Linked DNA regions of Zea mays: region 2 is linked to region 1. Evidence: chromatin contacts called from public Hi-C data. All regions are on one chromosome and are shown on one strand. The core of a region is the stretch at or near the end of the contact, and the rest is flanking DNA. Distances in the headings are between cores, read along the strand shown. Region 1 holds the start of LOC100276246. Region 2 holds the start of LOC100194375.

Evidence for each region. Hi-C and Micro-C count contacts between places; a contact is called where the count stands out from the background.
Region 2: a contact with region 1 is called in a Hi-C map of leaf, with 4 times the contacts expected there. The contact joins the promoter of LOC100194375 here to the promoter of LOC100276246 in region 1. A contact is called at or near these places in 2 of 25 Hi-C or Micro-C datasets (leaf and tassel).

The regions. Positions count from the first base shown.
Region 1 is chr1:261,449,871-261,457,102 of Zm-B73-REFERENCE-NAM-5.0, reverse strand. LOC100276246 reads right to left here and starts at 2,689. Exons shown (of 4, transcript NM_001150081.2): 1 at 2,342-2,689; 2 at 1,139-1,277; 3 at 332-428; 4 at 1-249. The coding sequence starts at 2,664.
Region 2 is chr1:261,716,465-261,723,696 of Zm-B73-REFERENCE-NAM-5.0, reverse strand. LOC100194375 reads right to left here and starts at 2,946. Exons shown (of 13, transcript NM_001139410.1): 1 at 2,775-2,946; 2 at 2,572-2,667; 3 at 2,391-2,468; 4 at 740-820; 5 at 434-653; 6 at 287-345. The coding sequence starts at 2,840.

The DNA of each region.
Region 1 (7,232 bases), core at 1,440-3,939:
TTGACAGTCGACTTTTACACCTATGGCCATTCTCTGCTACTTCCAGGTCATATAATTCAAGCTGCTTTCGTACCCAAGGAGGGTCATCTGGACGAAGCCATATTTTCTCACGAGTGTCCTTGTGCTTGAAATCAGGGTAGTTGGCCCATGGTTTGGATCGTCGGTTGTCCCACCACTCATATGGGTTCGCAAAGAAGACCTGCCACAAGCGAAGCCTGCCTATACATTCATTCTCTTTTAGCATTTGAACTGACAATGTAAACAAAAGGGACTGATCAGAGACTAGTAGCTTCAATATCAAAATTGGAGAATTAAATTGGGCAAAACTTACGGGTGACAGATGTCATTGATGGTGGACTTGTTGAGTCTGCATCATTCTGAGGCTTCTTATTTTGATCAACAACATAATTCAGCTCTCTGACATAAATCTGTAAAATGGTGGGTGCCCAATTAAAAATGTAGGGAAGAGATAGTGCACTGAAAAAACACACACACTAAGAAAACTAATATCACAAAGCAACATGGAACAGGTAAACATCATGCACATATTTCAGTTTATTACCATCCAAAAAATATTACCTGTCCACAATGTTGAGGTGCCAAGACATTGAATAGATGAATTTATATGATCGTATTATGATGAAAATATGAGTAAGCAATAGGACCTATATTATGTGAATTCTGACCAAAGGCTGCACAACAGAAATTTATATGGACACATGTTCATGTCTGATCAATGGCTGCATCGGTACTAGATGTATATATGATAACATGTCCACATCTCATCAAACTATCAAGGGTGCATCAGTAATATATGTATATGACAATTTACAAAACACAATATCTACTGACATACAACACGTGGGTAGGTGGTACTAATATAGAGCCACTAGTTGTACAGTTGGTTTTTAACAGACAAGCATATATAATACTCCCTCCGTCCTAAAATAAAATTCGTTTTATCTTTTTAGTTGATTCATTCAATAATTAATGTATTTGTTTTATATATGTATCCAGATTCATCATCATCCATTTGAACATAGACATAAAATCAAAGACTAAAACGATTAATATTTTGGGGCGGAGGGAGTATATTCAGAATGGTAAAGAAAATAACAAATAGTTACAGCTATCAGACCTTATAGACAATGTGCCGTTCACCACTTGGACTGACTTTATGATAAGAGCCCAGATGACCAGATACATAAACGAGGTCATCATGCTTCAGATGCTTTAGGCCAACATTTGCCAGCTCACCATTCAGCTGCAATGTCACACTGTTCAAGTTCTTCATATTGTAAGCATAATGATATAACCCCAGTTTCATTTAGCCAAAATCACAATAAAGTTACTTGAACAAAAACATGCAAATAAATATATCGTTAGATCACCTAGCTCAAGTCCTTCATGCTGTAATTATAGTGATACAACCTAATTTTCATTCAGTAAATCAGTCCAAATAATAATAACAGTTTAACATGGTAGTAGGAAAAATAAAATTAAAAGAAGTATTATTAAATCAGGCATGCATTGTGGAGCTCCTGATTTGTTCCTGGGTATCATGAAAATGAGTTGCTTCTTAAGCTACTTTGTGGCAAATAGTGCCTACTGCCTAGTTTGCTTGATGGATTCAATTCTCTATTTGAATGGTACATTGACTTTTCTTGCACACTAAGCATGAGAAGGTTCAGTCTTAGTCAAACATAAGGCTTCCAAATTTGGAAGTACGACTTCGATTTTGTTTGGTGCGAAATTCGCCCCAAGCTATTCATGATGCACCAAAGTACTTTATACAACTATAAACATGGCGGACCTTCAGCTAAATGTTTGCTCCACTGAAGCATGGAAGATGGGATGTTACCAGAATGGAGTGAATCGCATCACAGAAAGTCCCTACTGATTCTGTTAGAACTGTGCTCAATTGTTCTTGTGGTTGTATGCCCTTTGTTTCTCATAGGGCTTAAGGCACCAAATTTTACACAAGACAAAAATATTTTAATCGAAGTATATTAACTCTACATAATGATGAAACTATATATGCGGCACACAATCGAAACATGACGTCCCACATGATATATATAAAAAGAAGGCTATGAGAATGCACCCAATTAGGGTCTGTTCGTTTTAATTACAATCCATGTGGATCAGTGGATGGGAGCAGATTGGGCGGGTTTAAATCCTTGTCAAGCCAAAATCTCTCTCAATCCCTATGGGATGGGAATAACCTAACAAGCCCTTACTAGGAAAGCCCTTACTAGGAGAGAACAAATAACTCTGCAGAAAGTGAGAGAGGAAATAACACAAGGATTGGCTGAGGGGGATCCGGAGCGAGGGACTCAACTTTATGTTGGACGAGCTCGAAGAGGGCGCGGGCGACGAGAGGGTGACGGAGAGGAAGGTGTACGCCCTGGGGACTTCAAGAAAGCTAGTGTCGATCGGCCTCACCGGTGCGGCGAGGCGACCGATGAGGCTGCACCAGTTCCAGGTGAGCCCCTTCTTGCTGACGGTAGAGGGGCGCCGCAGCATCGACATGCGGTACGCCACGCTCTCCGGCTCCCCCGAGCTACACCCACCACCTCCGCCGCCGTTGTGAAGCAGCCGACAGAACGGCGGCGGCAGCGGCGAACGCACGGCGGCGGCTCCGCCGACAAGGCGCCGCAGCATCGTATTATGTTTGGTCTGGTTTGGTGACTGACACAACGCGATGGGCTTTTCTGTCAACATCACTGGGCTTGTTGCGGGGAGCTATTTGCAATTTTGCCAATATTATTTGTGGCTCCTCAACTTGCTATCGGACTCATAAATCATATACAGATAGTCCCACAAGTTATAGAAGTAGATGACATAGTAACAAAGAGATAAATTTTAAAATGATAAAATATCAATTTTAGAGTGCGGTGTGGTGGTGGACGGACGAGGGCGCAACGACGATTGTGGACGACCACGCGACAACGGATGTGACTAGCGGTTTGGTGTAACACCTCAAAATTCTATCCTAGATACTTAATAAAATAATATAAAGATTTTGAATCCAAGTGTCTTTTATTAAGAATTTTCTCACCTCTCCTAAAAATAAATGTAGTTACAATAAAATGTCTTAATGAAAAAGGGCTTCATATGATTTAAGTTATTCCTTTGAATAATATATTTGGAGACATTCTCTAAAATGGTAGATTATCATACCACACCTTGTAAATAAATTTTCTAAAATAAATATTGTGGTGTGTATGTTTAAAAGTATTTGCATAAATCAATAAATAAACAATAAATAAAATTTGTTTACATTTTATACTGGAGTTCTAAAGTACACTTTCAATTTGACTTCATATATAAAATAGACACCATGTGTGTGGCGGCGCGCTGGTACTCGAGGATTGCTCATCGGAGTAAGGCCAAACCCCCCGGATCCGCACCTCCCCAGGGAGAACCCCGCCATCGCCCTAACCACCGGTAAGGGTGTACTTCCCCGCTTTGCCTCAGCCTACTCTTCATATTACGCACGCGGACAACCGGGATTATGGGTTGGGGCGCCATCTCAGCCATCTCCGGCGAACGTGCCAGCGTGGCCAGCCTGCGGGATGAAGGAGATGGCTTGGAGCCGTTGATTCTATTAAGGACGGTTGAGATTGCGGGGCGCGCACCGATTTGGGGTGCATCATCGACCGCGGGATGGCTGATGTGCGGTGGTGATCTGATCACGATTATTTAAAACATGGACCCTGGATCTTAAATCCAACGACTTAGCGTGCATACCGGTTCGATGTCGTTCCGATGTAATCTGGGCCCTCCATCTCAGATCACGCGGCCAGAAACATCCCATACCCCTTCGGCCTCGGTAATTTGCAAAAGAGCCCTTATGCTTCTATGTAATCAACCCGCAGTCTGGTGGCAGTGATAAAACCTTTAATATAGGTCCTGTTTTTAGCCAAAGTAACCCTGGACTTCCTGGAATGATAACCACGACCCAGAGAGTAAGTAAATCGAATAAATTAATATAGAAAATGATTTCTAGTATAGAAATGATTCTAGAATCTTGATTAATTTATAAGTAATTCATTTTAACTTCTTTTTGATCCATTCCAGTTGCATTAAACTCATATTAATATTGTTCATCATCTAATAACTTTATTTTGTTATAAAACATATGGTTGAAATCATGCTCCTAATTTGTTTTATGTCTAACTCCTAAATCTTCAGAAAATTATAACTCCTTAACCGTAACTCCGATTTTAGTGGTTCTCGAACCTACATTCTCGTAGCAGTGCATATAGTATTCTTACGCTATTTGTTCTTATGTTTGGTGTAATGTTATTTTTATGTACTTCCTGACTATTTGTATGTATTGCTACGAATAGAAGTGAGGTCACCAGAAATCTGAAGACCAACTTGGTGAGGTACCTGGAGTTTCAAGGCTAAGGCAAGTTATGCCCTTGATCACTCTTCTTTACCTAATAATGTTCTTTGTTAATCACCGTGACATGATCAGGTTAATTTGATGGGACCTAATAGATTTCCCTAGTTTTGTTTACCCCACCCCTTGCAGACAAATGAACTATTGGGTATACTTGCTATTGCTTTACCAGGTATTGGGATTAATGTTACATTTGAGTTATGATCATGTTCCAGTTATGTTGTTGTTTTAATTATTGTTCATGACAAGATCATTGTTTTAATTGGAACATGGAGCTTAACTTGAGATAATCGTGCTACCACAATGGTCGAATGGGACGCCCTTGACTGACTAATTAGGAAAGCTAATGGATGACTACCTTACCCGAAAGGGGCAAGGGCGGTAGAGGAGTTGTGGTATATGGAGGTTCTCGGGTCGATCATGTTGCGATGACTTTTTTAGACGAGGGATTCCTATATGCCCTTCTCAGAAACCGTAGCGGGTTTTCTGAAGCTAGTGGAACTTTGTAAACGCCTCGTAGTGCTACCCTGCCTCGTCTCCTCGGCAGAGATGAATGGGAAGTCGCGGTCCCTTGGCAAATGGGTAACACGACTTGTGGGTAAAGGGCACAACCTCTGCAGAGTGTAAAACTGGTATATCAGTCGTGCTCACGGTCAAGAGCGACTCAAGACTCTCGCACGATTAACTTATGGAACTAAACTTAATCTGTCATATGCATTTCATTGTGGGTGTTTGAAAGGGAAATGGCCTCAACATTTCCTATAATCGATTTTGGTATTTGACGATCATCACAAACCTTATGGACTAACTAGTTTACCCAGTTGATCATTTGTCAGGTGGATAAGTTCATATACAACAATTTTAAGTCGACTGTGATGAGGCCACCCAAATAATGCATTTTAATTACTAAGCAACTTCTATACTCATCGCCTCCTTGTATCGAGAGGAGTATAATAAGGTGCAAGGGTTGAAAAATGCCAAAGAAATTTGGGATGTCCTCAAAACGGCGCATGAAGGGGACTAGGTGACCAAAATCACTAAGCGCAAGACGATCGAGGGAGAGCTCGGTCGATTCGTCCTCAACAAAGGAGAGGAGCCACAAGCGATGTACAACCGGCTCAAAATAATGGTCAACCAAGTGCGCAACCTCAGGAGCACCTTCGACCGTGGGGCATTACATGCGTGTATGATAATGATGTATTCATAAGTAATAGTGAACCGACTGAACTTATCTTCCAATAATCATGCCGACTTATCTTTATTTGGTTCCGACGTCCAAGGGTGTCGCGCGAGAGAATCAGATTAGAGCTGTGGATAACGCTTAGATCCCACGAGCCGCCTGGGCCCGCGTCCGCTTATTCCCTGCATCGGCCCATTCTGCCAGCAGTTCTCCCCTGGCCCATGAAGGGACGGCCTTGCGAGACAACAGGCCCAAAGCCTTTCGCAAGGCCTTCTAGCCTTCTAGTGGACCCGGGGGATATCTGTCCCCCACAAGCCCCCAATCTTTGAGTTGATTTTGAAATAATCGACCTAAAGATTCTAGGTCTAGCTTGCGATTTTGATTTTCATTTTAGTGATGGACGCTTTGAATGTGCACCTGTTGAACGTTGCTTCTGAACTCTGAGTGACTCAGTAAAAAACAATCTTCTATTGCCCTCCTTTGGTACATTCAACGATCTTCATCTTATGCCTCAGAAATTGGTGCTTTGTCGTCAGCTCATGCTTTAGAGATCAGCATTCTGTCTTTTGGAGTTAAGGATTTATTGGACGCACCGGAGGTGCACCCAATGGGTGTAGCCCCCGAGCTTTGAGTGGATTGTTGAAAATAATCCACTCAAAGATCTTCATCTTATGCTTTAGGGATCAACATTTTATCTTCGTCTCATGCTTTAGAAATCAGCACTTTATCTTCGTCTCATGCTTTAGAAATCAGCATTTTATCTTCATCTCATGCTTTAGAAATCAGCATTTTATCTTCATCTCCTGCTTTTGCGAATTCAAACCACGTGGTCTGCCCATGCCTTGTTAGGTTTGAAATTTATTTGATCGGCGACAGATTGGACGTCTGGTAGATGGCTCTTGGCTGGTCTTCACTTCGCTTTGTGCTTCAATGCTTCTGCTAACTAGACTTACAGTTCAGTAGCTATATTTGGCTTTCCTTTGATCTCTATCGATATCTTCCTTCTGTCTCAATACATTCATTATGTATACTGTATGGATGTGACTTGTTCAGAAAATCTATTGAAAATTCATGGCCGTCCCCATAATGGGTGTGACCAAGGGACGTTGTAGCATCCCAAAAATTCAAATCTTGAAATTTTCTCAAACTCGCTCTAAATTCAAAATGAATTTCAAATTTCATTTCAAAATGTTTGTTTGCAAGTTGATATCAACAAATAAAATATAGTTGTTGGGACTATGCTTCGTCGCCGAAGGTCTTGTAGGAAGAAGCAGTTTTTGGCTGAAGCTGTTCGTATGAGATGACCGAAGGTTCCTCTTCATGAAGCTTCGGAATTTACAAACCGACATAAAAGTAGAATGACCTTTTAGTCCATAAATGTTTGAGTCACCATTGTAATCCCTTATGAGGGACATAATTGTAATTCCTCACAGGCTACGCCCTGTGTCTATAAATAGGTGAACAGTACCTCTGAACTGTTCACGCAATCCTGTAATCACTGGCACATTACGCTGGAATTATTGCTTTCTGCTAAGACGAAGGTATAAATGTACCTAAATATTATGTTTCAATATTTAGGTTTACATAATCAAATATATGTGAATATTGTTATTCATTTTCAGCATGTCTTTCTATAATGCC
Region 2 (7,232 bases), core at 1,697-4,196, 270 kb before region 1:
CATCCAAAACCCAAGACTAGTTCTGAGTGATTATGACAAGAACCCAATTGTCCATCAACAATCCTATATCTTATATGTAGATGGCTGCCATGGCAGCCGATTTGTCTATCTAAATCACTGCAAGGACAACCCAGTTGCAAAAACTTGACACTGACACAACCTAGCATTGGCCTGTTTGTTTTTCAAGAATCGTGATGCATAACAATGTCAACATAAGTACAGCGTTGAATGTGAAATTCCTCAGAAACAAATGTAGCTGACTTCATACATAGAATAGGTGCCTTACCTGACCAACAGCCTGTATTTTTCTTTTATGAACTTGAATATCTTTTTCAACATCAGTTCCTACAGGTGACATTGGCATGTATGAGAATCATGCATGCATGACATTACTAGCCTTCTATTACACTTTATGAAATCACAGTAAGCAAACCTGACACAATATGTAACAAGAATTGTTTACTCCTGTCCAGTCCTACTATGTTCAAACGATTTGGCTTTTTAGCTTTATCTTTCCCACTAGAAGAAGAAGTGTCTGAAGGACCACTGACAGGAACAGAACATAGTAAAGCAGTAACAGCAGCACCATTTCTTCTATGAGTAGCAGCAACAGCCCCAGGCAACACATCTGTTACCAGGTCACCGCTAACTACCTATTCAAACACATCTCAATATGTCAGAATCGTGCAACATTTTGCCAACATTGCCATAACATGAAAGTACAAACAAGGAACATTACCAAAATATCGTTTGCCATCAGTCGCTTTGAAATAGCTCGTAATGCACCAGCACTTCCAAGGTCTTCAGAAACCACAACTACCTGAATACAAAAAAGAGTTACTTCTGCAAACAAAATGAAATAATGTTCCTCCCCCTACAGTCATTCAATTGTTTGTCAATGAGATTGAGCTTGTAGCATACCATAAATAAACAAATCTCAATCATACAAAACAAAGAATTAGGAGAAAACTTCATAAAAACAGGAATGAACTCAAGAAGTTATAAAGTTACTAGAAATAGAATCATATATTATACTGACTCTATACATATCATGAACAGAAACATCCATGAGCTTAATGATTAGAATTGATGAAAAAGGAAATAAGATAGAAGAAAGGCATGCTCACGAGAAATTTAAAGTTTAATGGAGTTATGTTTGGATTGACATATAGGGCATGTTTGGTTTGCTGCCTAACTTTTCTGCATAAGGTTAGTTCTTCAATTCGGACGACTAACCTTAGGCAAAATGTGACACAGTTAGGCACGAACCAAACAGGCCCATAGTCCGCAAGCTTCACATTCTCACTTCATCGAAGTGTTCAAAAAACAACGAAGATTACATTCAAACATTGCTAACAACAACAAAGCCTTTTAGTCCCAAGCAAGTAGGGGTAAGCAAGAGTTAAACCCCAACAAAACCCACAAGTCAAGGTTTGGGCACATGGATAGCCATTTTCCCCGCACTCCTATTCAAGGCTAAATCTTTGGGTACATTCCATTCTTTCCCATGTCAACTTTGGGTATATTGTTTTGGTACATTCAAACATTGGTAAAAATAATATAAATCATGTAAAAATCAAACTAGTAGCCAGCTTAACTCCAACTTTAAACACAATAAAGAGCAAAAATGGGAGATCACAGTTAGAATATACTCTTGTTTCAATAACAATTTACAACCATGAAATGGTACTGAGCTATAGAGGGAACATACTTGAAATCAAATTTTTATTTAGAACTAAAGGATTTGTTTATGTTATGCTACATTCATAAATCATAAATAAATTAGCATATGTGTCATAGAAGGCATTCGATTCAAAACTCGGTGAGTGATTGGCTGCTGCCTAGTGCCTCATCTCCACTTAGGTGGCTAACTAGCATGAAAGGAAGTTGTAGCAAGAAAAAAGTATAGGAGCACGCTCAAAAAGGTCAGTAGGGGAGGCCAAGCAACACCTAAGTGGCAGCCTCTCAAACACTGATTAGCCTTCAATAGTCGTAATATCAGCACCTCAACAACTCAGACAAACAGGTATCAGGTATGATAGCATATCCACTCTTCAAGATCAGTTTGTTTAAATGAAAATCCACTCGACACGAGAATTTTTTCCACAAAAAATCATGAAGTCCCAATAACAATGCTAGTAGATGGATGTCTAATTGCCTAGTCAAACTAACTCAAAATCCACATGAACGAGAATCTAATCTAAGAACTAAAACATTCACCTAATATCTACTTCTAAAGGTTTGTTTGGTTCTGTCATCCAACTAATTTATCTGCATGCATCCTTAAAACAAAGGTATATGCTTGTACGATCTTCTCAGCTCCAATTTCATATCACTCTTAGCACTAACACAAAGGCAATTTTCCAAGTAACAGTCAGAACCAAACTCACCTCCACTCGAAGCCGATCCAGGTACGCACTGGATACCCAAGCGTCGACAAGCTGCGCTGCCTCCTGCCCCTCAACCACCTGCATCACACCGCATCAGCTAAACAATATCCTGCTCGTGCCTTGGGAAGTTGGGGCCACAGCCCTGATAGGAGGAAGAGAAGCAGAAGAGCGATGAGCTCACCACGATGAGGTCCTTGAGGTCGCTGGCCTCAAGGAGGTCCAGCGCGTAAGAGAGTACGGGGCGATTGGCGACCGGGAGCAACGCCTTGGGAACGTCCTGCGCAGCGACGAGGAGGAAGCTTAGGTACAGGACTACATGTTAAGACGCGGGACAAGCAAGGGGTGAGGTGAGATTTGGGGGGGGGGGGGGGGGGGGGGTACCACCTTGGAAACGAGGGGCGAGAGTTTCTCGGAGGTGCCTCCGGCGAGGACGACGACCTGGAAGTCCATCTCCGGAGAGGATGAGGCGAAGTCACGCGCGGTGGCGGCCTGGCAGGCGGCGGGGAGCGTCTCAAGCGTCGGCCGTGGCGTGGCAGCGCCGATGCCCGATGGGGACTTGGGGAGTACCGGACTGGGAGAGGGGGGGACTCTGCAGGCTTTAGGGCTCCAATTGCCAAACTGGGCCTTTTCCTTACCGTCGGACCGGGCTTTCCTACGATGCAACGAACTTGGCCATTGGCGCCATTGGGGCTACGTTGTAAGGCCCTGTTTGTTAGAGGGATTAATCTTTAATTCTTGGTTTTTAGTTTCGTTTAGTCTCTATTTTATCAAACGAAAGGACTAAAATAGAGACTAACTGATTTTAGTCTCTAGTCCGTCACATAGATGCTAAAAGGGACTAAATGGAAACATTTACTCCAATTGCTTTTGCCTAAAAAATGGTGTGAAACAAGAAAAGATGTATTTTGGTTTCTATGTGTTGTATTTAATGTATTTAGAATTTATTTAGTCCCTACAACCAAACAGAGTAGGTACTAAAGTTTAGTCTCTGGATTAAACTTTAGTCCTAAGACTAATGGAACCAAACGGGACCTAAACCTGCCTCCAATCTTATATTTATCCCCTTTCATATTCTTTATTTTAAACTTCACTCTACAAATAGATTATTTGCTAAGTTTGTATATATGTACTAGGTATGTGTCAATGTGTTTCTATATAAGTTAAAAATAGTATAAAACATAAATACGGAACGATAAACTGATATAAAGTCTGTATAGCAAAATATATCAGTCTTTACTTGAAAGCACTCCTTTCCTCTATGGATTAGTAATGAGAAAGCATGTAGTCGTGCTGGCTGCAATTAAGAGTGAATGCGAAGTTAGGTGTGTTGTACGGATTGATGTGTATTCTAATTTGTAAGTGTGGAGGTGTGGCAGCGGCGGATGAAGTTCTTGATGCCATGTCCATGAGGGATGTGTTTGCTTGGAACTCCATGATCTGCGGTCTTGCTACCCATGGATTGGGGCATGTCGCAGTCCAGCTCTTTGAGAAGTTTGTCAATGAGGGGTTCTGCCTGACAAGCATCACATTTGTGAGGTGCTGAATGCCAGCGCCGTACTAGCCTTGTTGATGAAGGGCGACGATATTTCAAGCTGATGGCAGAGAAATATGGCATTGAGTCAGAGATGGAGAATTACGGATGCAAGGTTGATCTTCTAAGTCATGCTGGTCTTGTTCAGGTTGCTGTTGAATTGATCGAAGGGATGAGCACCCCACCTGACCTAGTTTTCTGGGGTACAATACTGTCAGCTTGCAAGAGACATGGCCTTGTAGACTTGAGTGTTACTGTTGGTAATAAGCTAATTGAATTGGATCCAACTCATGATGGATACTATGTTCTCCTTGTAGTATCATCATTGCAAAGATACAAAAATCATGAAAAGGATTAAATAGCATAATAGAAATATCTAAGATTAGAGCCAAAACTTTATCCATTCGTTTTGTCCAGTTCCCTCTAACTACTATATGATAATGTTGAATTTTTTGGTTTTGTTTTTTATTTTTCAAACTAAATTATATGCCACATATATTTATATAACATATTGTCACACCCATTTCCGAGGGCAGAGCCGGGTGCATAGCATATGTGTGCCAGGATCTATTTCCACACATATGTTGACGTCACAAGTGTAATATATCAAAATAACAATGCATAAGAGCGTAAATAACGATTATATTAACATATTACACTTCAAACAGACATAATGTCTTAACCTTTATTCATCAAAGTACAACGAACATGGACATCCATCCACAGGAAGATGAGCGGGGGTATCACTAGACTAGCATCCATGGAGTTCAGCATCATATCTTCATCTACAACTTCTGATCAAAATTAAGCAAGGGTGAGCTCACTTATGGTCGGGGCTTAGCAAGTGGGGGAAAACTAATGCAAGGTAACAAGGTGAGACTGAGGTTGAGCAGTAAGCATTTTAGTTGGTCAACATTTTATTAACAACACCTATCTTAATAATAAGTGTGAATCCCAAGTATTCCCATTAAGCAAAGGTATAAGAGTATATCAAAAACACTTAAGTGAAACCACTTAAGCAAAACCATTGGCAGATCATAGGATCTCGATTTATTTCCATCTTCAAGTTCAATTATCATGTGAGGAGTCCAGGCTGCTCATAACCATGAGCACGGCTGATATATCAGTTTTACACTCTGCAGAGGTGGCGCATCTTTACCCATGAGTCGCGATTCCCTTCTAGCGCGGGTTAGCTAGACTCGTATTCACTTCCGAGGTGAATGGCCAGTGTCTCACTACGAGGCTTCTCCCTAGAGTCCTCATTACGCAAATGCTGGAAATGGTCAAACTGCATAAGGCACACCTACCGTAACCAACTTATAGTCCAGACTACAGGGTAAAGCTTTGGGAACTATGCCCGTATCCAATCTGCCTGAGCCGAAACTATAAGCGCTTGCCAGATGCCCCTGTTCCGGTCGACCACGACCAGCACCCAACATAAGACTTCCCTAGTTATTTAGCCAAGACCAGAGTCATGATAGTTCTCATGGTAGCACTGTTTTCCCGGGTGGTCACTCCATGTTCCAATTAATATGCAATAATCATGTTTAACCATCGGGTTAACAACAATAATGAAAACTTACCATTTTGGAACATTAATATCATAAGCGGAAGTAACTGCATAAAGTTAAGTTGTAGCAATATCATAGCTACTTGATTAGATCATAATCCTAGGTTAAACAAGGAGTAAGGATGGAAAGGTTATCTAAATAGGTAACCCATCAAATTATGCATATATTCATCTAAGAATAAACTTTATTAAATGTATTGTTTGGGATCAAACAGAGTATGCAGAGGGAGAAGTCCACTTGCCTTGCTTATTGAAAACTTGAGACTCTTCCACGGATCTGAATAGATCTTGATTCTTAACTACTAGATCAACCACTGAATATCACACAAACAAACAAGAACAAACACCACTCAATAACATACCACATTCACCATATGTAAAGCTAAAAGAAAGCCTAACGAAAAGAGCATTCGTTTTTCTAAAACGTCGCAAGTAATGGTTATAATACGAGGGTATTCTTTTCAAAAATGTGTGATCTATACTTTATAAAACAAGACATGAGCTTAAAATATATTAATTAATATATACAAATATTTGGTTCACCAAATTAATATTTTATAAAGCGTCATACGTGATATGTCTAATATTAAGGGTTTATAAGACGATAAAACACGTTAGAACGATGTTAAACCTTTTTAACCTTTTTAGAAAAGATAAATATTATATATCTAAGGTTAATGGCCTACGAAACACGTTATTAATTTTAGAAGCATTATGGAACATATTATAAATCATCGTTAAACCTTCACTTATGACAAATTAAGATATAAGTCTAAATAGATTTTATGTGAAAAGATCATTATTATTAAACACCTATTTATGGAAAGTTATGATATATGTTTTAATAAACTTTTATGTAAAAGACAATAAACAAACAATTATATTTTATTATAAAGTACATGTCCTATATTTTATTAAGGAAGCCATATACAAAACAATATACAAACTAACATTATTATTAAAGAACATGAACACTAATTTCCTTAGTTTATTCTTTAGGAAAAACTAAGTGACACATATATAAATAATATGAACTAATTTTAATTAAATGATTACTTAAGCCTATATAACTAGTTGTAAACTAATATAAATCTAATTAACTAGGTTATGAGAGGACATAATTAATCTATTATTTATCTTTACATTTAGTTTAGAAACATATGACCTAAATATGAATATTATATTCATTGGTATGTTATTAACTATTGTTTTTAGTTATGACGATGTGAGCACTTAATTAAGCCATTATATAATTGTTAGAAAAGTTATATGACATATTACTTTTAAGTTTCTATTTAATACGGCTATACTTAAACATCTATAATAAATCCTATTAAATCAAAATCATGATGTCTATTAAAAGGTCATTTTGTAGTTAGAAACAAATTCTCTAATTCTTTAGTAAGAAACCTATATTTACCAATATAACTATCCATTTCTTTAGTACTAAAATTCTATTTTTTCGATTTTTCTCCTTAAATAGAATTTATACGTATGCTAAAAATTGTTTATTTAATTCCTTTAACATTAATATACTAAGAATTAATTATAAATTACTAAATGGGACTTTAAATAACCTATTCATGGTTATTACTACGTACATAATTACTTTACTAATTCTACGTAATTTAGTGTCATACTTATGAATACATTTATTATGAATAGTAAAATCTGGCGAGGCGGTCCAGGGTGGGCGGGGTGGGCGCAGACGGTCCGGCCGGCGAGCACGAGTTCTGGCGAG